Linked DNA regions of Mus musculus: all the other regions are linked to region 1. A link is a contact called in public HiChIP or PLAC-seq and Micro-C data. All regions are on one chromosome and are shown on one strand. The core of a region is the stretch at or near the end of the contact, and the rest is flanking DNA. Distances in the headings are between cores, read along the strand shown. Region 1 holds the start of Bahd1 (bromo adjacent homology domain containing 1). Region 2 holds the start of Gpr176 (G protein-coupled receptor 176). Region 3 holds the start of Ino80 (INO80 complex subunit). Region 4 overlaps Gpr176 (G protein-coupled receptor 176). Region 5 holds the start of Ltk (leukocyte tyrosine kinase). Region 6 holds the start of Nusap1 (nucleolar and spindle associated protein 1).

Region 1 (3,849 bases), core at 574-3,073:
TCTCTCTCTCTCTCTCTCTCTCTCTCTCTCTCTCTCTCTCTCTCTCTCTCTCTCTCTCTCAGGCTATTGCCCAGCCACAGAGGCTGGCAGCCCTAGTTACCTTAAAAGCTGCCCGGGTCAGTGCACGTCAGTAGCACGGTCTAGGAAAGGTGGGGAACTGTATAGAGCGCAGGAGGAGCCCCTAAGCCACTCTCCGAGGCTCGATTTTTCCTGCTTACTAACCAGGCTTCCTCAGCACTCTGGGCGCTTCTCTGCCCTAGGCGTTCCAGGGCCCAGCCCCTCCCCGGCTGCTCCCAGGCTCGGGTGACTTGACACTACCCTTTTTTGCTCCTGCTCCTTTACCTCCCAAAGCGCCCCTCCCCCGCCTGAATTGGAAATGAGGCTTTGTTCAGGGGTGGACTCGGTATTTCTCAAGAACCTACTGTGTGCACATTACAGCTCCTTGAAGTGAAGTCCTGGGCTGGCTCTGGCGCTACAAGGTGTCCAGGACACAGCCCCTTCCCGCACCTCCCAGGGACTTCCCACCCCTTCATATGACCTCAGCCTGCTGTGCCCACCCACCCAGCTGACCCCGAGAGCGTGCTCAGGCTTGGAAAAGCACGTCTGTGGGTGTGAGAGACGGAGCCACAGCATAAGGCGACTATGGGGAAGCTAGGTAAGTGTCTGCACTGGTTCTACACTAGCTTGGGGACGCGAAGGAGTGTGTCCAGCCGCGCCTGTTGGGCTGCCCGCCCCTTTCCCTCTCCACCGGAGAGCTCTGATGTTCCCCGCGGTGGTGGAAGAGGGTGTGTGGGTGTCAAGGACTCACAGACCAGACTCTGCTGTCAGCTGGAAATGGATGAGGGTTCCACACTTGGCTTCTGAAAGAGGGCGAATTGGGAACTGGGGTGGGGGGCGTTAGGTGAAGGACAGAAAGAGGAAAAAGAGATGCGGGTGAGGGGTTACCGAGCCAGGACCGACCTTGCTAGGAAGGAAAGGAGACGTGGCAAGCAGGGAAGTCGGAAAGATGAGGCAAGGGCGGGAGGGGCTTCTCAGGAGTCGGGGCCCTTTCGCGCGAGTCTGGGGCCCTTTCAGGAGGAAAGGGGGTGTTGTTCTTGCTTGAATTTTTCGGTTGGTCTTCCCGAAGCTTTGCCATGGGGGCAGCAGCCTGAGGGTGAGGTGCCCCCTCGACCCTCAGTTTACTGTAGCCGGTGCTGGAGAGGTTACGAGGAAAGAGGGATGTAGAAGGGTGATGGTCAGGGAGGGGGCGCGCTAAGATTTTTCAGGGTGGGGGTCTGCAGTGAGGTGCTGGGGCTTCAGGGTCAGGTCACCATGGGATACTGGCTCAGGCTCCAAAGACCAGGAGAAAATACAAGAAGCCGGCAAAGAAAATCATCCCCCGCCACCACCCTTGGCACCGTACCCCTCCCCCCAGGCCCCACCACTCCCCGCACCGCCTCCCCCGGCCGCCTCGTGCTGCCCCCTGCGTCGGGACGACCGACCCACGATTCTGATTGGTTGGAGACCGGGAGGGGGAGCCGAGGGCCGGATTGGCTGGCGGGGCCAGCGCAGGGCGGGGCGGCTGATTGGCGGAGCTTGCCGAGGGGCGCGCCGCTGATTGGCTGAGGACGAGGAAGCAGGAAGGAGGGCGGCGGAGGCTCCGCTCTCGGGGAGTTTGTGGGGGAACCGCGAGCGGCGTAGCGGATCCCGGAGCCCGGCCCCCGCTGCTCGCCCGTCCGGCCGCCTGCCCCGCCCGTCCGGCCCTAGCCGTCCGCCCGCCCCGGCCAGGCGCGCCCGCCCCCCCCGACGGCCCCGCCCGACCGCGGCCCCCGCTCCGCCTGCCCGGCCCCGGCCCCCAGGAGGAGGCGCTGACGCAGCAGCGTGGAGCCCGGGAATTGAGCGCCCCCGGGGGGTTCCAGCCGCCGGATTCCAGCCCGGCCAGGGCCTGCGGGCGCCCGAAGCCGCGCCGTCCGCGCCTCTCGTCCCGGTGAGCTAGGAGCCGGGATCCAGGAGGGGGTAGGGGAGGGCGAACGAGCGAGAGCGAGCGAGCTAGGTAGGCGGACTAGCAAAAGGGAGAGGACCGGCCGCCCGTCAGCGCGCCCCGCCGAGCGCGCCGCGCCGCCGCCCCCGCCAGCCCCGGGAAGGGACGGACGGACGACAAGAAGCAGGTGCGGCTGCTTGCCCGCCCGCGCGCGCCGCCTCCCTCCCCCGGGTCCGGCGCTGCGGTCCCGCCATCGGGGAGCATTGCGCGCCTCGAGGTGACAGCCCCCGGGGGGCGCCCGCCTCGCAGGCCGGGGGCGGGGTGGGTGGCGGCCGCAGGGTGGCAGCTTGGCCGGGCGGCGGCGGCGCGGGCGTCCCGGGCTACGGAGGGCGGGAGGACGCGGGGTGCTTCCTCGCCGCGGCGGAGCCGGCTCGCCTCCGAGTGCGCGGGCGGCAAGGCCCCCGCCAAGCCCCCTCCCCCATCGTGGTCCCGGAGGCTAGGGGCCGCGGCTGGGGGCGTCGCCGCGGGAGCGCCCTCTCGGGGTGGGGGGCGCCCTCCCGGGTTGGGAGCTGACCGGCAATTGCCGGAGGGGGGATGGGGATGGGGGCCGCGTCAGGGCGAGGGGTAGTGTGGACTCGATCGGGTCGGGCTGAAGGAAGGGAGGCGCCGAAGACGGAAGGGGACCGGTTCGAACAGCGAGTGTGGGCCGCGGGAGGCCCTGTGGGGACCGTGCGGGGCGGCGGCCGAGTCCGAGGTGGGGCGGGGGGAATCGAAGTTGTCAGACCGCCTCCAAGTGACAGCGGGACCCGGTGCTCCAGGCCTGGCCTGGTTGTGCCCTGCCAGTCCCGCCGCCTCTCCTCTGGGGCCGTGGACCGGGTCAGGTCGGGCCCAAGGGGCCCGCTCGGCGGTGAAGAGCCGGACAAAGGCGGCGCCCGAGCGGGCGCAGGTAGTGGTATCGGGGAGGGGAGCGAGTCCGGGGCACCCACCCCAAGGGGCGGGCACGGGGCCGGACTCTGCCCTGGGGACTGCGGGGGCCGGGGCGTCCACCGGGAGGAGCTGCGGCACTGGCTCTGGTCTGTAGCCGCAGATATCCTCGCGGCTCCGGGAAGAGTGGGGTCGACTTAGCCAAGGCGGAGGGGCAGGGTTGAGGGGTGTGCGCACCGAGTGCCCTGGCCGGTGGCGAATGGGCTGGTGGACTCACAGAGGCGAGCGGAGCCTGCTAGCAGTGAGGCTTTCAGCAAGTCTGCCTCTCGGTAGAGGTTTAACTCCACCTGGGATGTCTCCTAGTGGCCCATTGTCGGCAGTCTTAAGAGCACAGGCGGCTACTTGGATTGGGACTAAGGGACCCCACCCCCCAACACACACACCCACTGTGCTTGGCGATGCCTTCACTATTGCTGTAGCCGTCTTCCTTGGGCAAGAAGGTACCCACATAGGGACATGATAAAGCTGAGTCCATAAATTGAGGCAGAAATTTGAAGACATAAAATAAGGTTTCCAGCTTTCTTTTGTACCACCTGACACGTTTCTCCCCATCTTCTACCTCCATAATCTTCCACCAACAAGGAAAGCCTCAGAGAGACCACATTTCTTGGGGACACCACTGTTCTAGGACACTTTGGGATCTCTGGCTTAAGCTGTGAGCGCTAACCCCAGCGGGTGAGCAGCTCTAGGCTGTATGATGTTTACCCGTTTGAGAAAATCCACTCGGCTCCGGTGCCCCTCCTCATGTGATTAAGTTGGGAACAGGAAGAGAGGAGTCTCAGGCTGATAACAGCTGAGAACATGGCCTTTTGCTGAGAAAAATCTGGGTTGGAGTGGCACACCAGTGGGACTGGTCGAGAGCAGCACTCGGCTGTGTTTGGCTCTAAGCCCACCGTGAGAAAGCT
Region 2 (3,312 bases), core at 136-2,635, 530 kb before region 1:
ATGTCACAACAGAGAATTTAAGCCTGTTTGCTAGTATCCATTGTGCTTGCCAAACCTCAATGGAAAGCAGTCTGATTGTACTGTTTATTGTTTAAAGAGTTGCCCTAAAAAGCAAGAGCCATTTAAGAGTAGGGGGGAGGAAAGATGAGTCTCACCCTAACCCACACACATTTTACTAGCCATTGCACAAGAAATTACAAGAACAGTAATTCTTTCATCCTTTTTATGTCCTGCAGCTCTTTTTGAAAACGGATCCAGTGCCCTGTAACAGAGTAGCGCAGTTCATTTTGGTCAATTTATTTTCTTTAATCCCCTCTGAACAAGGGAGGAAATCTATAATCTTCTGTGAGTGGTTTGAGACATTTGTTGTTGGTTTTTTTTTTTTTTTCTTATCTCTGTTATGCACTTAAAATACAGGTGGAGGAGTCCAGTGGGTTTCGTTTTACTCAAAGATTGTAAAATTATCTGAAGACAATGTAAAGTTTAACTTCACACGCTCTTAAAAAAAAAAAAAAAAAAAGTCCCCGTTACTAGAAACAAACCAAAACTGACATGTAAAATAGAGCTCTCTCAAAAATAATTATCTTATATCGGAAATAGTAGCGCAAAAACACATTTTTGACTGAGTTAACATTCCTTCATCAGTCACAAATTCCCCGGGAATCGTTGCTCCTATTTGTAAACAAGAGCTAGAGGCAGCGATGCTCCCGGGCACCAGAAGGTAAGCGGTGATGCGCGGAGTCTGAAGCTTTGGACAAGGGCTGTCTGGACAGGTCTTTCGCCAGAACCCTGTACCTGTACCATCCTGCCAAGAGAAGCCCTGTCCCAACTCTTCTGCTTCCAGCCTCCAGGCTGGAGGTGACCGTCCTTGCTTAACTTAAACCTCCTTCAACTCCCCGCACATGGCCAGGCACCCCGCACCCCACGGCAGCTCTTGTGTCCTCGGGAAAGTCCGGCCCGCTGGTGGCCCCGCGGGTTGGCTTACCCAGTAGCGAGCCAATGAAGATGACGACCTGCACGGTGGTGGTGAACTGGCGGTACAGCTGAGCCTCGCTCAGCTCCCCGAACGCGCTGAGGTTGGCGCCAGCCTCGGCGCCCGACGTGTTGCGCGGGTGGCTGGTGTTCGGTGACACCCAGCTGCTGTTGTGCCCCATAGCGAAGCCCGGGGTTTGCGCTCGTCCGCCTGGCCTCTGAGCCCAGCGCACAGCCGCTCCTGCCCCGGGCGTGGAGGGACCGACGCTCGGGAGCCAGGCAGCGTCCTGCAGAGCCGGCCAGCCGGCTAGCCCCTCACGTCTGCTCATCGCCTAGCCAGCCATCCGCGAGGAGGGGTGGGAGGGAGGTGCGGCCGCGCCCCATGCCTGCTCCCCCCTGGGCCCGTCAGCAACCACATGGAGGCGGCACGGTCACAGAGCATCGCTGGGCCCTCCTCCCGAGGGGGGGGGAGGGGGCGGGCAGCGCGGCCAAGCCCACCCAGCACACACATCGGTGGCTGCGGAGGACCCCGCGCACGCTCTGATCCTCTCTCCCTAGTGGGATGGGAGCATTTGGCTGAAGCTATATTTCAATGCCGCTAGTAGCTTCGAAGCTGGGGCGGTGCGAATCCCCATGAAATGCCCCAGCCTAGTGATCATAGCTGGGAAGGTGGGGGCTAAACCAAGGGCAGCCAAGGCTGGGCAACAGGCCCTGAGTGTCCACAGCTTGGCCCCCGCACACTCGGCTGAACGCCAGGACTCTGGGACGCTCAGCTGGGGTCTAATCCCCAGGGCTGCCTGAACCCCTGGAGCCGGCTCTGCACCCCCCGCCACTTTGCCTTTACAAGCCGCCCCCACCCTTGGCCTCAGCCCCACCACTCCAGGTCGGATCTTGGCTTGGACAGATTGTCGTGACCTAGCAGGGACCAGGTAGGATGCCCCTAGCGGGGCAGAGCCGCCGCCCGCTCTGCAGCCGGGCTCCCAGCGCGTGCCTGGGGCAGTCGGGGCCGCGCGGCAGGCAGGCGAGGTCACGTGACGCACGACCCACCCCCTCACGCTGCTGGTGAGGGACGTAGCGCCATTTTGCCCCAGTGGAGCGTGACTTCGTCGCGGGGCGCGTGGGAGGCGCGCAGTTTCAGTATCTAGCTGCTGAAGGATGCACTGCGTTTGCTGCTGTGGTTACTGCCCCAGCGTCCTTAGAGGTACAGCCTGCAGGCTCTATATCATTTGCCACTGCCATCTGGGCAGGGAGCCCAGCCTCCCGGGCCCTCCGTCAAGTCAAAGCCTTGTCCATCTTCGAAAGGTGGACTAAAGGAACCCACTGATGGTTTCCCAGGCCCTTTCATTGGGCCTCACCTCCACACGGGGCACTGCTAATGAATTCAGCGATGAAGACTTGGAGGGGGTTTCCTGCAGGCTGATGTAAATTGGGAAGTTGGGATAAGCAGGCATACAAGAAGAAATAATAAGGCAGGAGGAGTGAAATGGAAACAAGGAACTAAGAGAAGGATCAAGGGAAGAAAAATATAGAAATGAGCCAGGCATGGTGGTGCATACCTCTAATCCCAGAGTTTTGGAGGGAGAGGCAAGAGAATTGGGAATTTGCTACAAAATAAATTGGCAGGCTTGAATATGTGAGACCTTTCACGGCAAAAAAAAAAAAAAAAAAAAAAAAAAAAGTGGAGGTCACCTTGATCCCCAAATTTGAGACACACATTCTTTATGAAAATACAGAACCAGGGACAAGGTAACATCGGTCTTACGGTCGCGTCTTAGGTGGATTTTCCACTGACTACAATGATGAGTCAGGGGTAAGGTTCTATATGACATGAGGTGAGACATCATTTAAATGTTATACTTTCTGGTTAATATACAGCAAATTCACAAAATTCAGCGGCTTGAACAACCTATGTCGCCAGCGTCTGGCATCTGGAGGCTATTCGTCGCTGGCAGGAGATACTGGCCGTAACTTAGAAGTCAGACGCAATTGTGCTCCGAATAATCTACATATGGCCTTACTACGTAGCTGCTTAGCGTCCTCATAGGCAATGCTGTTCCTCAAGTGAGGACTCGCAGAAACTACACTGACATTTATAAGTCATTTTAGAATCTACATGGTACCATGTCCTCTGCACTAGATTTGTTGAAGCAGTCACAAAACCATACTACATTTAAGCAGGCAAACCTCAAGGGTGTCGATCACTAGTAAGACGAACATGTAGAATATGGAGCCTGATATTGCAGTCATTAAATAAAAATATGTCAAAAGAGCTTCCTATTGAAAAAAATTTAATTTGGATATTTTTTTCTAGAATTGGTTATGACCGGGTCAAAACCCATT
Region 3 (3,707 bases), core at 803-3,302, 580 kb after region 1:
CTTACTGCTCTCTCATAAGACCAAGGTTAGGTCCCTAGCACCCACATAGTGGCTCACAACCACCTGTAACTCCAGTTCCAAGGGACCTGATGCTTTCTTCTAACTGGCCCCCATGGGCTCCAGCATACATATAAGTACATCATATACTCAGGCTCACATACATAAAACAAAATGTTTTTTAAAAAAGTAACAGCAATAAAAGAAAAGCAACAAAGTTTACATGCTATATCATACATAAATCTCAAACATGTTACATGAAAGCAGCTGGTAAAATGTGGGTACATATTTGAGCATGCCTTTAGGTAAGTCAGAAATGTCAAGCATAGCACATCTGCTGGGCAGGGTTGCACACCTTTAACCCCAGCACTCAGGAAGCTTAGGCAGACTGATCTCTGTAAGCTGCAGGGCAACCCACTCCACATAGTCAATTGCAGGACATCCAGACCTACATTATGAGACCCTGTCTCATTTAAAAAAAAAAATCTAAGACAGAAAATAGATTGTTACCAAATGTTGTGGGAAGAGGAAAAAGTGACGTTTAAGAAACTTCTAGACCTTCTTTTAAAGTCAATGTTAAATGGTGGTGATAGGTGTACAGTCTGCAAATACTGAAATTTTCTGAACTGTGCCTGATTCACTTGAGCTGCAATCATATCTGATAAAGATGTTACTCCTTCGGGGGAAAAAAAAAAAAGCCAGAGATGGAAGTGCAGTTATAATCTTAGCACCATGGACGCTAAGGCAGGAGGATATCAAGTTCCCGGCCATCCAGGCCAAAAACAAAAAACAAACAGGAAAAAGAAAAAAAAAAAAAAAAAAAAAGACACGACCGGAAGAAAGGAAGCATCAATAACCCACAGTGAAAATTAGGGATGTAAATCATGGATCACTAACTGGGAAAACTAAGCTGATCATCAGCGATGTTTTAAGGAGTTCAACCTCCAAATTCCTTCCCGAGTCCTAAGAAGTACAAGAATGTAAATCAAAGAGTCCTGAGCACAGTTGGTTCTGAACTAAAATAGTTAAACGCCTTCTTCGGCAATATCCAACTTCTAAACTGTAGGGGGCTTCCATCCTCCGTGATTACGGAAGTAGTACTTTTCATCAGCAAGCTCAAGAAGGAATTGTCAAAGTAAGATGACACTTGCTGAGACGCACTGCAAACGCCTCGAAAACCCAGAAGTGCTGTCACAGACACATTTCTAAGTCTGTGCACGTGTTAGCCTGTCCCCGTCTAACACCAACTAGCAACTTGCATCATTCGCCCGTAACCGTGGCTCGCTCCCCATTAAACTGATACTCTATCCAGTCCATAGATCTCATTCGTTTGAATTGACAGGTAGAACCCTCGTCCGGTTCCTGGTCCAGCCCGACAAGCCTCCGCCCTGCCCCTCCCCACTCCCAAACCCACACACGTGTTAGAGCGACACCGCCCCACCGGGTCCCACGTGCACCTGGCCTAACACTCCCCACGTGTGGGTGCTCCACGGGCTTCCTCGGGTGGCCGAGGTCACCCATAACCCCGGAGAGCCAGAGATACACGACAGGAGAGCCGAGGCCCAGGTCTCTGAGGTCCCAACCCTATGGGGAGTGTCCACACCCATCCTCTCTAACCCCAACAAACCCCAGGGCCGGGGGCGACGGCCCCTTTAAGAAGCGGCCCAGTCGTCGCCCGCAGAGAGGGGCGCACAGGGGCCTACACGACACCCCCTCCGTCCACCCGCCCACGTCTTCTCAACCTCACCTCGGGCCGAGGGGCCCCGCCGCCGCGGCGGCGGCGGAGGGGGGGCGGGGGGCGGGCGGGGTCCGGAGGGGGGGGTCGCCCCGCCGACTGTGGAGCCGCGCTTCGCTCTCGGAGGCCGAGGGACGGTGACTGCGTTGGACGGGAACGCTCCTAGCTCGCTCCCTCGGCGGCTCCTGGGACCCCAAGATGGCGGCGGCGCTGAGGCGGCTGCGGGCGCTGGGCCGGCGGCGGCGGCGGCCACTTTCACTCACTGAGAGGAGCGGAGCAGGGACACGGGGAGCCATGGCGGGGGGGAGGAGAGGCGCCATAGCCAGGCCAGAACAATCGAGCAGGTACTCGGCCGGCTTAGCCCTGCCCCGCCCACGCCCACTGCTAGTCGCTAGCCCGTGTCCGCCGACCGTGCCGCTACGGGCGGCCTCGTGCAGCTTGTACCCCGCTGCCGCCGCCCGACGCCCCGCGCGGACCGGGGTTCTGGGGGAGACCCTCATCTATACTATCTGAGTGCAGATTGGTCGGGGCTGGGACTGGCGAAGATTGCCGAAAGGCGACGGGGAGGAGGAGGAGGATGTCATCGCTAGAGTGAGCAAGCAGATCTCGCGGGAGGAGATGTCGCGAGAGCTCAGCGGCCCTGCAACTGCCACAGAAAGGTTACTTTTCCGGAAGTAACGTCAATGGAAACCGCCCAAAAACCAGGGACTCATTTTGGTCCTGCAGGTGGGAGGGACTGCTTGGCGTTGTCGCTGGAAGTTTTCTCCAGGTAGTGCTGGCCTACCCCGAGGCCAGCTCGGGCGGGGATGGATCCTTGTAAGAGCCAACTTGGAGACGTCTCCTGGTCGTCTTCCTGACGACACTGTCCCCCTTCGGCCCGAGACCGTTGGCACGAAGGCGCTTTCACCTTCCATGCACTTTCCATTTCCCCAGTGGGGTGAGTCGCCCTGCCCACACTCGAGCAACCGCAGAGCTGGGGCGGGCGGGGCGGGGCGGGGCGGTTGTTTCATGGTTATTTTGTCTGGGTTTGGTTAATAGCCCAGGCTAGCTAGCGTCAAGCTCGGGGGATGTCTCCTGCCTCAGCCTCCCGAGGACTGAGGTTACAGTGTGCGCCATCATGCAGTCTTCTGCACTTAATCCACTCGTTTCCAAGACGTATATAGAATTGTTGGACTTCACCCTTTCGTTTTCTGCAAGAATCGCTTGTTTAATATTATCTGTTTTGCCTGTACTGTGCCTTGTGCAACTCCAGTTGGGTCCAAGTTGCATCCTTTGGAACTGAACTGCTTAAAATTAAAGTCTAGAAAATGATTATTTAAAAAATGTCTTGTTTTTTTTTGTTTGTTTGTTTTTCGAGACAGGGTTTTTCTGTGTAGCCCTGGCTGTCCTGGAACCGCACTTTGTAGACCAGGCTGGCCTCGAACTCAGAAATCCGCTTGCTGGGACTAAAGGCGTGCGCTGCCACGCCCGGCTCTTTTTTTTTTTTTTTTTTTTTTTTTAATGTTTCTTGGCCTCGATATGCTTTAAGTTCAGGAGAAAAAGTGTCCGTAAACAAGACCTTAAATGTTCACAAAGTTTAACAGTAACACTTTATAAGAGGGTCTGGCTAGACAGCTCAGCAGACACAGTCACTTGTCACCAATTCTGATAACCAGACCAGAACCCACATGGTACAAGTAGAGAGCTGACTCCTGCTTACTGTCCTCAGACCACCACATACATGCTGTGGCGTGTGCGTGTGATATATATACACACAGGCGATCTTTTTAAATTACAAAAATAATTCTGCAAGAATCAAAGCAAGTAGAAAGAAGCCCATCTTTTTTTAAAGAGAGAAGACAAGTGGAAAGAAGAACTCCAGAAAGCCTTGTGTTATTTTGCCAAAATAGCCTGCTCAGTACTGATGCAGAGATCCTGTTTCGAGAGGCATAAAGCCTGATGTTGCCCTACTTCAAAATTGGAAGGAATCGCAAAT
Region 4 (3,885 bases), core at 888-3,387, 610 kb before region 1:
AGGAGCCTTTTCCTCTCTCCAGACTCCTGTTTCCAGCCCGATTCCTTATCGCTCTCCCACTGTGTCATCCTCCAGGGCCTGGTGTTTGCCTGTCTGACCCCACACCTTTCCTCCTCTGGTTTGCAGAACATCAGCTCTCTAGCTGCTCTTGAGCTACACCAAGATTAACACTAACCACACATGTCTTTGTGTAGCATTTCTAGATTGCCTGGAATGTTCTTCATAAGTTTGGTTCCTTTTAATCCAGGTTTTAGTTTAAATACTGTCTCCTCCAAAAGGCCTTCTCTGACGATCTCTCTGTTTCAAACACATGCATTTCTTCCTCCACTTACATTACAATACTTTACTGTGCCTTTACAGTACATTCCTAACTATTATTAGCCATTTGTTTCTCTCTCATTGGGGAAAACATATGTAACCCTTGTTCAGTTACAAGTCCTTACATAGCTCATTATTAGGAAGAGTAGCCATCTTATAAATAATTGTTAAATAAATGAATTTATCAAAATACATGGGCAGACAGCAATCAAAAGTCCCTGCAGTGCAGCTATCCATTTTGGGAGTATGTATGTCGTCATCAGAGTTTCCAAAGAAAACTCTAAGTCAGAATGACATACTGCAAGGAGGCCTGTTTGGGATGAAGAGCTGCAGCTGCAGAGATGCCCCAGCACAGTGGGCTCTAAACTCAACCCTCAGACTCCTACACATGGAACCTGAAGGCCGTGAAGCTGGCCAGGGCCCATCAGCCTGTGGTACCCTTCAGTATCACACAGCCTATCCTTCCTTGGTCCATTCTGTAACTAGGGCATCCCGCTTAGGACACTGCTTGCTCTTGTGCATCTGCCCAAAGGATGCTGCTAGTAAGCCAATCTGACAGCAGAGCCACACGCTATGGGAAGGACATGGTACTAAGCCTGCTATCCAGGGCACAGGCTATCCAGAGCTCCAGGCAGAGTCACTCCAAGGAGCTGCCTTTGTCCTTGAATATGTACAGAACTTACTGCCAAGGTCTTCTCAAACTCAATGTTCTGTGATCTTCTAGACAATGTAGAAAAACCAACTGATACATCTAGACATGTGGGCCAGCTGTTTCCAGGAATTCTCTAAAGCACTCTGCATTAGTTTGGTGATAGTGACTCAAGAAAACATCAACAGTGATCACACACACACACACACACACACACACACACACACACACGGACTCCCACTTATTCAGGATAAGAGTTGTTTATACTGATGCCACCAGTCACCATGGTGATAAGCTGAACAATAATGATTTATGAGAATCCTCCTGATTTGGAAGCCTTTCGTCACTGGTACACAGATTTGAGTCTAACCAAAGCATCTTTCTTTACATAGTGTTACAGGCAAGACTTAAAAATATGCTCAGGATCTATTAATGTAATAGTCCACTGGAAGATATTGTCTATGAAGAGATGTACACATTGCGGTATATTTGATTTTCACTGCTAGAAGAGTCTTTATCCCTTAAAGAACTTCTCACAAATAAATTATTCCCTTTGTGAGAATCAAAATCCTGAGGATTTTCATGTTGTTTTTTGAATGTGTGTGTGTGTGTGTGTGTGTGTGTGTGTGTGTGTGTGTGTGTGTGCATTTGCATGCACACCTGTGTTGGGTTGGGTTGCCATGGTGCATATGTGGTGGTCAGCCACCATTATGAAACTTCTGGCCATCAGACTATGGTCTCCAAGCTTAAAGTAGCACTCCAAGGTAAAGGTCGCACCTTTACCAGCTGAGTCACTTTGCACTGGTCCCACAGTCTGTATATTTGAAACAACATATATTTTGGATTTTCAATCCATAATTTTAACCCTGTCACCCATGTTTAAGTCTCCTCTTGTAGCACCATGAGGCTGCTAGGCACCTCAGCACTTGGATCCATCCATTCCAAAGTTGTTTGAGTCAGATCTGTAGTCAAGTCCCAAACGACCACTAGCAACAGACTCACCAGCCTTCACCCATGCTCCTGGGCTGGACTGCTCTTTCCACCCTGGGAAGCATTTCCACTGAGTCCACAGCAGGAAGCCAGCACATTCCCACTGTAGGTCCCATGGCAGGCTCAGGGGGTGCCCATTATAGGACTCTGACTCACTGAGTCCAACACCAGCTTCCTGGATGAGGAAGCCCTGACAATGACTACCTCTGAGGGATGCTGGCAAAAGCATCTAGTGCTTAACTGCTGAGTCAAGTGTGTAAGAAATGCCTGGCAAGGCTTCCAAATCAGAGGAGTGCCCATACGTCATTACGTTCAGCTTATCACCATGGTGACAGTGGCATCAGTATAAGCAACTCTTATCCTGAATAAGTGGGAACGTGCGTGTGCATGTGTGTGTGTGTGTGTGTGTAAACACTTGTGATGTTTTCTTACTGAGTAACCATATGTCATCAAGTCTCCAGCCCCAAGCCCATAGTTCATAAACCTACATGACCATTGGGATCACCACGAAACTTCTAAAGTACAGAGTCCCTACATCTAACCCTACTACATCAGAACTTTAGAGAGCATAGGAATCTTCAGTTTCATGTGCACAGCAGGAAATTTGGATGGAGTAACCACACCTAGCTTCACCAAACCCAGCAGCTCAGGAATACTACACTCAGGATTCCTTAAATAGAAAGAAAAACACCTCCCCCCTCAAAACACACACACACACACACACACACACACACACACACACACACACACACACCATAAAGGCACACACAGAAATCTCAGAGAATCTGAAAACAAGCATCCATGGAGCCTGGAGGAAAGCCTTCTCCATCAAGAATCAGGGTGGAGCTTGACCCCACTTCAGTGTGGGCAGAGCTCCAGCCACGGGGCAGCTCTTCCTTTGGGAATACCATCACCAGACCCAGTTTTAATTTTTTATAACTGACCTTCTTTGATACTTTTTAATCTCTCCCAACAGACCCACTGGGCAACCAGAAAATGAGAATATTTTAATTAGCTTTAATAGATATATTCCTAGCACCCCCATTTCATGGTGTGGCCTTAAGTATATTGGAACTATCGACTTTGTTTTAGAAAGAAGAGAAGAAGTTGGGGTGAGGGAGTTGCTCACTAAAAGCTGTACAGGGGAGGAGTACACTTGGTGGAATTATAGAGAACGAGATCTGAATGGCTTGCTTCCCGGAGGCTTGCTTGCCAGGGTGCCATCTGGTTGCTGCAGCCTGGGAGCCCTCAGGCTTGCTCTAGTTACTTCTAGTCTGGGACTTCAGGTTTTTCCTGTTTCCCAATGAAATGCCTTTGAGTGATTACCAAGATGATGTAGAACCAATTCTTAAAATGCAGACAATGAGCCGGGCGTGGTGGCGCACGCCTTTAATCCCAGCACTCGGGAGGCAGAGGCAGGCGAATTTCTGAGTTCGAGGCCAGCCTGGTCTACAAAATGAGTTCCAGGACAGCCAGGGCTATAAAGAGAAACCCTGTCTCGTAAAACCAAAAAAAAAAAAAAAATGCAGACAATGTATAAAAATATAAAGGACAAAGGTTGAAGAGATGACTCAGCTGCTAAGAATGCTTACTGCTCTTCCAGAGATGGGTTCCCAGAAACCATGAGCAGCGCTCACAACTGCCTGTGACTCCAGCTCTTGGGGGTACTCGTTTTCTGGCCTGACTATATGGGTACCTACACACTAGTAGCCTGAATGTGTACGCGTGCATACACACACACACACACACACACACACACACACACACACACACACAAATATTTTTTTAAGCCTACAAAAGGGTAATAAGTAAAAGCACCCAGTGATTACCTATTGAAAACTTTAGGGATGCTTTTCACAAATAGGGATTTTTGTCTGTGCCAGTGGTAGCAAACTATGCATACTGCACAAGATCTAGTCATTATGTGG
Region 5 (3,448 bases), core at 332-2,831, 860 kb after region 1:
GCCCGTGACAGGTGGTTTTGGGCGCCCTTGCCGCCCGCCGCTCCGTAGGCGGAGATCCTGCAGGAGGAGAGAGCACCGGTCCGCGTCTCAGTCCTAGGCGCCTCGGTCCTGGACCAGGCGGCGGCTCAAGGTCGGGAACCCGTGGCCGGAAAGCTTCTTCCTAAGGGACTTAGATGGACTGTGAAGGGATGGGGAAGAACCGAGTTTTGGGTTGGGTTCCACGAGTATTTCAAGAGCGTTAACGGAGATGGCTGGAATCATCCAGCCCCATCTTCAGCCACCGTTGATTGGGCGGCCGTCCTGACGATGGTTAACTTAGGAGGAGGACAGACAATCGAAGTGACTGACACTAGACTTCTCTGCGGAATGTTTTAAGATAACTTCCCTGGTCTGTAGAACCTCAGCCTAAGAGGTGATTGCCACCCTCTTCCTGCTGGGCACTTACAGATACTGGCCTGTGTCTGGCACCCGCCACAGCTGCACGCCTTTGAGCGGCCCGGCAGCCCCCACTGTCACCATCACGCTGCTTCCTGTGTATGCCCCATCGCACTGTGTTTGTGTGGGTCCGCTCCTGCCGCTGGCGCCACAGGTGTTAAACACCCAAGGCCCCCGTGTGCCTAGGTACAAAGGGAGAAGGAAAAAGTTCCTCTCCAGGCCTAGGGATCTGGAGATGGTGAACCAAGAAAAGGGAGGAGCCTGAAACTCACCTAGAGGATTTGGGAGGGAAGCTGGCTCCAATTTACTGGGTGTGGGGGTGACTTTCTGCTCCTGGGAATTGAGTACCAGCACCGGCAAAAGCGAAGGTGTTAGAAAAGGTGTCTGGAACTCCGAGTTGGAGCAAAGAATAGTTCCTGAAAGGTGACAGGAAGAAGGGTTAGATGATGCAGAATGTGACAGGGGAGACATAAGAGATGGATAGCCACTCAGCAGTACCCTGCTTCCAGCCACACCCCGAATGCCGCCCAGCTGGTGCATACAGAGGCTGAAGCTAGACACCTACCACCCAACCGGGTTTCCCAAGCCTTGCAAGGTGTCTACATATATCATGACATATACATATATCTACATATATACATATATATATATATACATATATATATATATATATATATACATATATGTCTACATATATCATTCCAGAGCTCTCATGGAGTGACTTGGGGGCTGCACCGCTCTCTGTTGTACAGCACCCCACCACCTCTCCTCTCTCTAGCTTCCTCCCAAGTAGTGCCAAGGCCCCATCTGATTCTTAGATTCGGACGTGCTCCGCACCTTTCTTGCTGTACTCTAAAAGCACAAGGCCACCTTAGAAGGAACCATTGAGACCTGGTCTGTTGCTAATGCAGCCCCAAATCTAGTTGTCTCTGGTTGGCTGGTACCCTGACCACCAAACAGCACTTACCAGCAGCTCCCAGCCACAGCAGCAGCCGGTGGGAGCAGCCCATCGCCCAATCCCTTGGTTCCAGCAAAGGATGATGGTTGAGAACTCGATTCCCTAGCTGCAGTTTATAGGCGTGTCAGCAGTCTCAGAGCTATCACCACTACCCTGCCGACTTCCAACTGGCCTGTATACACTCACGTCAGACCCGGGAAATAGAAGGAAAAGGCGGAGCATGAGGACAGCGAGGTCCCCAGGCTTCTGGGAGGAGCCTTGCTGAGCTGAAGGGCTCTAGTCCCCACCTATGGCACACCAACAAACTAGTGAGTTCCTGGTAGGAGAAAAAGTTGACTCTACATTATACCTTTGTGATAGGCTGGACAGCACCTAGTACATGGCAGTAGCTTTTGTGGGTCTCAGGATAGCATCAATAGTGAATGGCTTTATTGGTGTCAGTGTTAGTTTAAGTGCATGATCACACATGGGAAGTATGTAGAGCCTCCAAAAATCCACCTGCCTCTGCCTCCTGGGTGATGGCGACTAAACTGTCCCCCATAAGGCATTATTGCTTGCCATTGCTGTGTCCCTTTCTGACCATGAGGCAGGACATCCCAGTACCTCAGAATCATGACTTTCTGAGTTTGTTGCACACTGTTCCTGTGGACAATTTCTTACTGCCATGACTGGATAAGGTGTTGAAAAATGTGGACAGTGTTGCTCACATTTGTAACCCAGCACCTGCCAAGTGGAGATGGGACCCCAAGTTCAGTGTTATCTTCTGCTTTCAAACTGGATGCCAGCCTGGACTTACATGAGACTTCCTCTCAAAAAGCTAATAGATATGTTAAAAAGATGTCAGAAGCCGGGTGGTGGTGGCGCATGCCTATGATCCCAGCACTTGGGAGGCAGAGGCAGATTTCTGAGTTCGAGGCCAGCCTGGTCTACAAAGTGAGTGCCAAGACAGCCAGGGGTACACAGAGAAACCCTGTCTCTGAAAGAGAAAAAAAAAAAAAAAGATGTCAGAAGATTCAAGTGCTAGCATTCCCAGGCAATGCAGAGTGGCTCAGCCACAGGCCACCAACTGCAAAATCACATGGAAGGATAGTTTTGTGTATTGTGTCCTTTATCTTTTGTTCAAAATGCTAATGTTAAGCCAGGCATGGTGGCTCATGCCTGTAATTCCTGCACTTGGAAGGCTGAAGCAGCAGGATTGCTATGAGTCCCCTCAAAACAAAAACAAAATCTTCCTACCAGAATAAATCTTTTGCAAAGGATCTCAGCTATCTGTAGAAGAGTGCAAATTTCTTTTTTTTAATTAATTTATTTGTTCAGCGCCCCACCCCCAGCCTCTCCCCTCAAGGTTCCTAATTTCTAATCCATGGGTATAAACCACCCAGGAGGCTAAAATCCCACCAGGGTCATTAGCACTGCACAAATAATGGTCTTGTGGGTTGCCTGACTCCCTGCCCTCTGCCGGCCTCCAAGGGGGAAAGCAAAGGTTACAGGAGGAGTTTCTTTGGGAGGAGGCAACTAAGGGAAGAACCATCCCAATAAACACATACTGGACTTAAAAAAACCCAAAAAACTAAGTCAATGACTGAAGCCTAAACGCTAAAGATGTTTTTACTTCTAAAAACTGAAGCTGGGCCTATCAGGTAACTAGCTAATTAGTAAATTCTGAGTATCTAATACTAACTCTAGCTACGGTAGATTTTATAAAAATGGAGAACTCATGACCCACTGAGTTCTATAGATATCACCATCACTCTCTTTCATGGATAAAATTTTGTTTTAATAAGCTAAAGAAAGGAACTGGTGGTGTGTGGGGCTGAGGAGCCCTCTGCAACCAGGGGAGCCAACCTGGAGCTGGAGAGAGGGAGGGAGAGAGGGAGAGAGGTCGAGCTATGCACAAACCCTGAAAATCCAGTCCTGAGACCGGCAGGAGTAGGATTCCTCCCTCCCTGCTCTGGGCCTGCATGTCCCAGCACCACCAAACCCCACCATCACCTCTGCCACCATTGAGGCCGACAGTGGCCATGATGCAGGTTAAACATCTCTCTTCTTATAAGG
Region 6 (3,613 bases), core at 255-2,754, 720 kb after region 1:
CAGCCAAGCTTGGCAACCCAAGTGTGATCCTGGGCCTGAACCCCTCAAAGGTATAGTCTCACCTTCATGTGTGCATCTCGGTATGTGACTACACACAATAAATAAATAAACAAACAAATAAATGTGATAAAACTGTTTTTAGATTATAACTTGGAACAGAAATCTAACTCTATTCTTGCATGCATTTTTCTTGATATAGGCAAACATTGTACTTCTGAGCTATAGCACATCTCCAAATCTGTAATTAAATTTTTGTTTGTTTGGTTTTTCAGACAGGATTTCTTTGTGTAGCCTTAGCTGTCCTGGAACTAGCTCTGTAGACCAGGCTGTCCCTGCATTCACAGAGATCCTCCTGCCTCTGCCTCCCTAGTCCTGGGATTAAAAGTATGTGCTACCACCGCCAGGCTTATAATTAAAACTTTTAATCAGGCTTTTTAAAAAAGAGGTTGGCCAGGCGGTGGTGGCGCATGCCTTTAATCCCAGCACTTGGGAGGCAGAGGCAGGCAGATTTCTGAGTTCAAGTCCAGCCTGGTCTACAAAGTGAGTGCCAAGACAGCCAGGACTATACAGAGAAACCCTGTCTCAAAAACAAAAAAAACAAAAAAAAGAGGTTGGGTGCAGGTTCCCATGCTTGTGATCCCAGCACTTGCAGGCAGAGGCAGAATTGTAAATTCAAGGAAAGACCTTTATTACCAATATCAAAAGTAAAATAATTTGTAACTATATCAAAAATGTCACTTCAGGGCCAGTGAAATGACTCGGTGGGTAAAGGTATTTGCTACCAACCCTGAGAAATTATAACTAATAACTAATAACTAATAACTAATAGTCCTAGTTCTCTCACAGACCTTAAAACCTACATCCAACTTTAACTTTCACCAATGCCATGTTTATATGATTCAAACCGGTAAAGAGTTTACAACTCAAACATACTCTATGGAGAGCGTAAACATGTCACAAGACAAAGTTTCTTTCTTGTTTACAACAGTTACATACTCTTCACTGTCATTAAATCGGGAAATATATAGAGAGCGCCACCTCAGGAATTCTCCACACGTACCTGGACTTGAGAAAACCTTCTATGCCAACCAAAAAGGGCTCTAACAAAACGACGTTGTTTGTGACTTCTGGAAGACAAAACGGTTTTGAGAAGAAATACCTGCCAGCAGATTCATCTGCCCATAAAACTTAACAAAATGGGTGGGGCTCAGCCAAGGGCGCTGGGTTAGCTCAGGCGACGGCCTGGGTTTGAAGCCCAACTCGGGAAAACAAAACAAACCCCTCCCTCCCCTGGGCAGTACTGTCCCCCATTCCTCATCTGCCTCTGGTCTATCTTCCTCACAAACTACCCTCGCCTCACTCACTGGAGAAGGCCAGGGCGCCGAGGGACCGCGACAGGTCCCAGGCGAGGTGCAGGGTGTCGCCGAGCACCGCGTAGCACCGCGCGCAATGAAACACGGCACATCTCTCCGGCTCCAACCACGCAGGCAGCCGCAGGTCGACAGGTGACGCCTTCACCTTAGACTCGGAGGACCCGAGAGGGGAGAACCCTTCCACCACCTGAGTGTCCCACTCCATGGAGGAGGTAAGAGAAAAAGGTGTATCACAAGAGTCACGACGTGACTGGGTCTCCAAGAAGCGAAGACTGCGGCGCGAGAGAGTCGCCATATTTCTTTGAAGCGCGCGCCTCTTTCTCGCACGCTCCAAGTCCCGCCCACCTGTCTCCCTGCGTCTTCATTGGACAATGTTCCTGAAAGACACGCTCTCAATACGCTCAGCGCCAGCATATTGGTATAGTTTGCGGAATAGCGGTCTTCAGCCAATCACGCTACTGGCCCGCATCGGAAACCCCACCCTCGAGGCAGTTCAACCAATGAACTTACAGCAGTCTTAATTTAAACTCCATATATAAGTCGGCTTGTCAACGTCTTGGGTGGCGCCAGTTTTGAGCCGCTCTGTTTTGAGTTGTGTGGCTGTTTTTCTGGGAATCACCGAGATTGCAGAACGCGATGACCGTCCCCTCTGCAGAGGAGCTGGACTCCTTTAAGTACAGCGACCTGCAAAATTTAGCCAAAAGGCTGGGCCTCCGGGCTAACATGAAGGTACCGTGCTGGCTGGCGGTGCGGGCAGTTGGGTGGGCGGGGTAGAAGAGACCAGGGATTTGGGGGACAGGGCGCGAAGTGACTGAGAGGAAACCCCCGAGGGACGTTATTTTGGGAGGAGTAGGTAGGTTTTGTTCACAGTGACTGGAATTTGTTAAACGAAAGAAAAGCCGAGGCTGTTACTCTAGTTGGAGGCTTTTTTTATTATATTTGGAGAACTTATAAAGACTTTTTGTTTTTTGGTTTGGTTTGGTTTTGGTTTTTCAAGACAGGGCTTCTCTGTGTAGCCCTGGCTGTCCTGGAACTCACTCTGTAGACCAGGCTGGCCTCAAACTCGGAAATCCACCTGCCTCTGCCTCCCAAGTGCTGGGATTAAAGGCATGCGCCACCACTGCCCAGCTCTTATAAAGACTTCTTAATGGAAATGCTAATACTTCCTGGTACCAAATGGGAAACGAAGGCCCATAGGACGTAATCAGTGTAATTTCCATGCCAGTTATTAGGCAGTTGAAGAAAAACTACTTTAAACGACTTCTTCTGAAAAACTCTACTTACTGTTCAGTAAACTATGACACTACCTTCACTCTCGTGAACCTTTAATGGGATGCCTGTCCACCGTGATCTAGTATGATTGTCCATACATTAATCACTATTGTGATGGTGGTCTTTTTCAAAACCGATAAGGTCTTTGAATTCTGAGTTTGCAAGGTGTTCAGAGAAAATGTGGGGATTCATTGTGAGATTGGACTTGCTATATTGAAGCTTGCCCACATGTATATACCAGAGATTTGTACAGCAAACTGCTATTTGCACTAAATCTCTAATTAGTTGTCATAAATGTTTTTAAATGGTTTAAATAGAATAATGTGGCCATAGGTACACCTTTTATCTGGCTGAACGGCACTGAAGAGTACTTAGAAATGTTTCTGAGTTTAGTGCTTAATGGCTCCCCAACTTATTGTCTAAAGCTTAGTCCTTCAGGTTTTTGCTATCTTCTCCTCTTCCTCCTCCCCCCCCCTTTTTTTTTAATGAAATAAAGTCTCATTATACTGCCTGGGCTATCCTGGAAAACAGTATATAGCTTTGAGTAGCCTGAAACTTATGCTGAGACTATATATGGGCTTGTACCTCCACCGATGGCCTGACTGTAATTGTTTATCAGACTACACCTGTTGCCTCTGCATCTCAGCTGCTCAGATGAGCACCCTGTCCTACCTCAGTTAAGTAGTTTGGGGTTTGCTTCATAGCCCCTGCTGTGTTCTTTATTTCTAGCTCACTTGGTATTTTATAAACTCTTTTCCCATTAGTCCACTGGGAGCTTCCAACAGAAGGCTTGCCTGCTTTGTTCACCAGTCTCTCTAGCTCCTAGCACAGTGCTCTGCACAATGTAAGAACAGTTAGTTCTTCCATCAATGATTAATGCTGATGAATAACACTTGAGCTTTCAGGCAACTTGAGCTTCATCCCATTTTATTTGACCTGCTAAATGTCTTCATTTGTTTCTATCTCAG

What was found. A called contact is a pair of places that touch in the nucleus more often than the background predicts. HiChIP or PLAC-seq counts read pairs in DNA pulled down with a chosen protein or histone mark.
Region 2: a contact with region 1 is called in a Micro-C map of embryonic stem cells, with 3 times the contacts expected there. The contact joins the promoter of Gpr176 here to the promoter of Bahd1 in region 1. A contact is called at or near these places in 5 of 39 promoter capture datasets (the 3T3-L1 cell line, cranial neural crest, embryonic stem cells and 2 more), 5 of 484 Hi-C or Micro-C datasets (CD4 T cells, embryonic stem cells and regulatory T cells), 5 of 115 datasets of contacts at active chromatin or transcription factors (bone marrow-derived macrophages, embryonic stem cells, large pre-B cells and 1 more) and 2 of 9 other capture datasets (adipose tissue and liver).
Region 3: an H3K27ac HiChIP or PLAC-seq map of double positive thymocytes shows a contact between it and region 1, with 4 times the contacts expected there. The contact joins the promoter of Ino80 here to the promoter of Bahd1 in region 1. A contact is called at or near these places in 2 of 484 Hi-C or Micro-C datasets (both in embryonic stem cells), 2 of 115 datasets of contacts at active chromatin or transcription factors (double positive thymocytes and epiblast stem cells) and 1 of 9 other capture datasets (adipose tissue).
Region 4: an H3K4me3 HiChIP or PLAC-seq map of bone marrow-derived macrophages shows a contact between it and region 1, with 3 times the contacts expected there. The contact joins the enhancer-like site here to the promoter of Bahd1 in region 1. A contact is called at or near these places in 7 of 39 promoter capture datasets (the 3T3-L1 cell line, 3T3-L1-derived adipocytes, cranial neural crest and 4 more) and 8 of 115 datasets of contacts at active chromatin or transcription factors (bone marrow-derived macrophages, embryonic basal ganglia, embryonic forebrain and 5 more).
Region 5: a contact with region 1 is called in a Micro-C map of embryonic stem cells, with 2.3 times the contacts expected there. The contact joins the promoter of Ltk here to the promoter of Bahd1 in region 1. A contact is called at or near these places in 1 of 39 promoter capture datasets (embryonic stem cells) and 2 of 484 Hi-C or Micro-C datasets (both in embryonic stem cells).
Region 6: a Micro-C map of embryonic stem cells shows a contact between it and region 1, with 4 times the contacts expected there. The contact joins the promoter of Nusap1 here to the promoter of Bahd1 in region 1. A contact is called at or near these places in 1 of 484 Hi-C or Micro-C datasets (embryonic stem cells) and 2 of 115 datasets of contacts at active chromatin or transcription factors (bone marrow-derived macrophages and memory CD8 T cells).

Annotation. Positions count from the first base shown.
Region 1 is chr2:118,899,792-118,903,640 of GRCm38.p6, forward strand. It overlaps Bahd1 (bromo adjacent homology domain containing 1), which reads left to right and starts at 1,824. Exons shown (of 7, transcript NM_001045523.1): 1 at 1,824-1,966. It overlaps Gm32957 (a long non-coding RNA gene), which reads right to left and starts at 1,389. Exons shown (of 4, transcript XR_003954052.1): 1 at 961-1,389.
Region 2 is chr2:118,372,034-118,375,345 of GRCm38.p6, forward strand. Gpr176 (G protein-coupled receptor 176) reads right to left here and starts at 1,386. Exons shown (of 3, transcript NM_201367.3): 1 at 986-1,386. The coding sequence starts at 1,154.
Region 3 is chr2:119,475,635-119,479,341 of GRCm38.p6, forward strand. Ino80 (INO80 complex subunit) reads right to left here and starts at 2,053. Exons shown (of 36, transcript NM_026574.4): 1 at 1,745-2,053.
Region 4 is chr2:118,285,699-118,289,583 of GRCm38.p6, forward strand. All of the region lies in intron 1 of Gpr176 (G protein-coupled receptor 176), which reads right to left. Among named protein-coding and RNA genes, the nearest start is that of 1700054M17Rik, 17 kb to the right of the region's middle. Within about 2 kb of position 2,138, at least 46 of the 459 cell types and tissues checked have an H3K27ac peak or open chromatin away from gene starts, as enhancers often do. A contact at or near this core is called in bone marrow-derived macrophages, where this site is marked.
Region 5 is chr2:119,758,850-119,762,297 of GRCm38.p6, forward strand. Ltk (leukocyte tyrosine kinase) reads right to left here and starts at 1,582. Exons shown (of 20, transcript NM_203345.2): 1 at 1,403-1,582; 2 at 708-851; 3 at 446-617; 4 at 1-57. The coding sequence starts at 1,445.
Region 6 is chr2:119,616,794-119,620,406 of GRCm38.p6, forward strand. It overlaps Nusap1 (nucleolar and spindle associated protein 1), which reads left to right and starts at 1,505. Exons shown (of 11, transcript NM_133851.3): 1 at 1,505-2,102. The coding sequence starts at 2,010. Oip5 (Opa interacting protein 5) reads right to left here and starts at 1,712. Exons shown (of 6, transcript NM_001042653.1): 1 at 1,365-1,712; 2 at 1,061-1,127. The coding sequence starts at 1,668.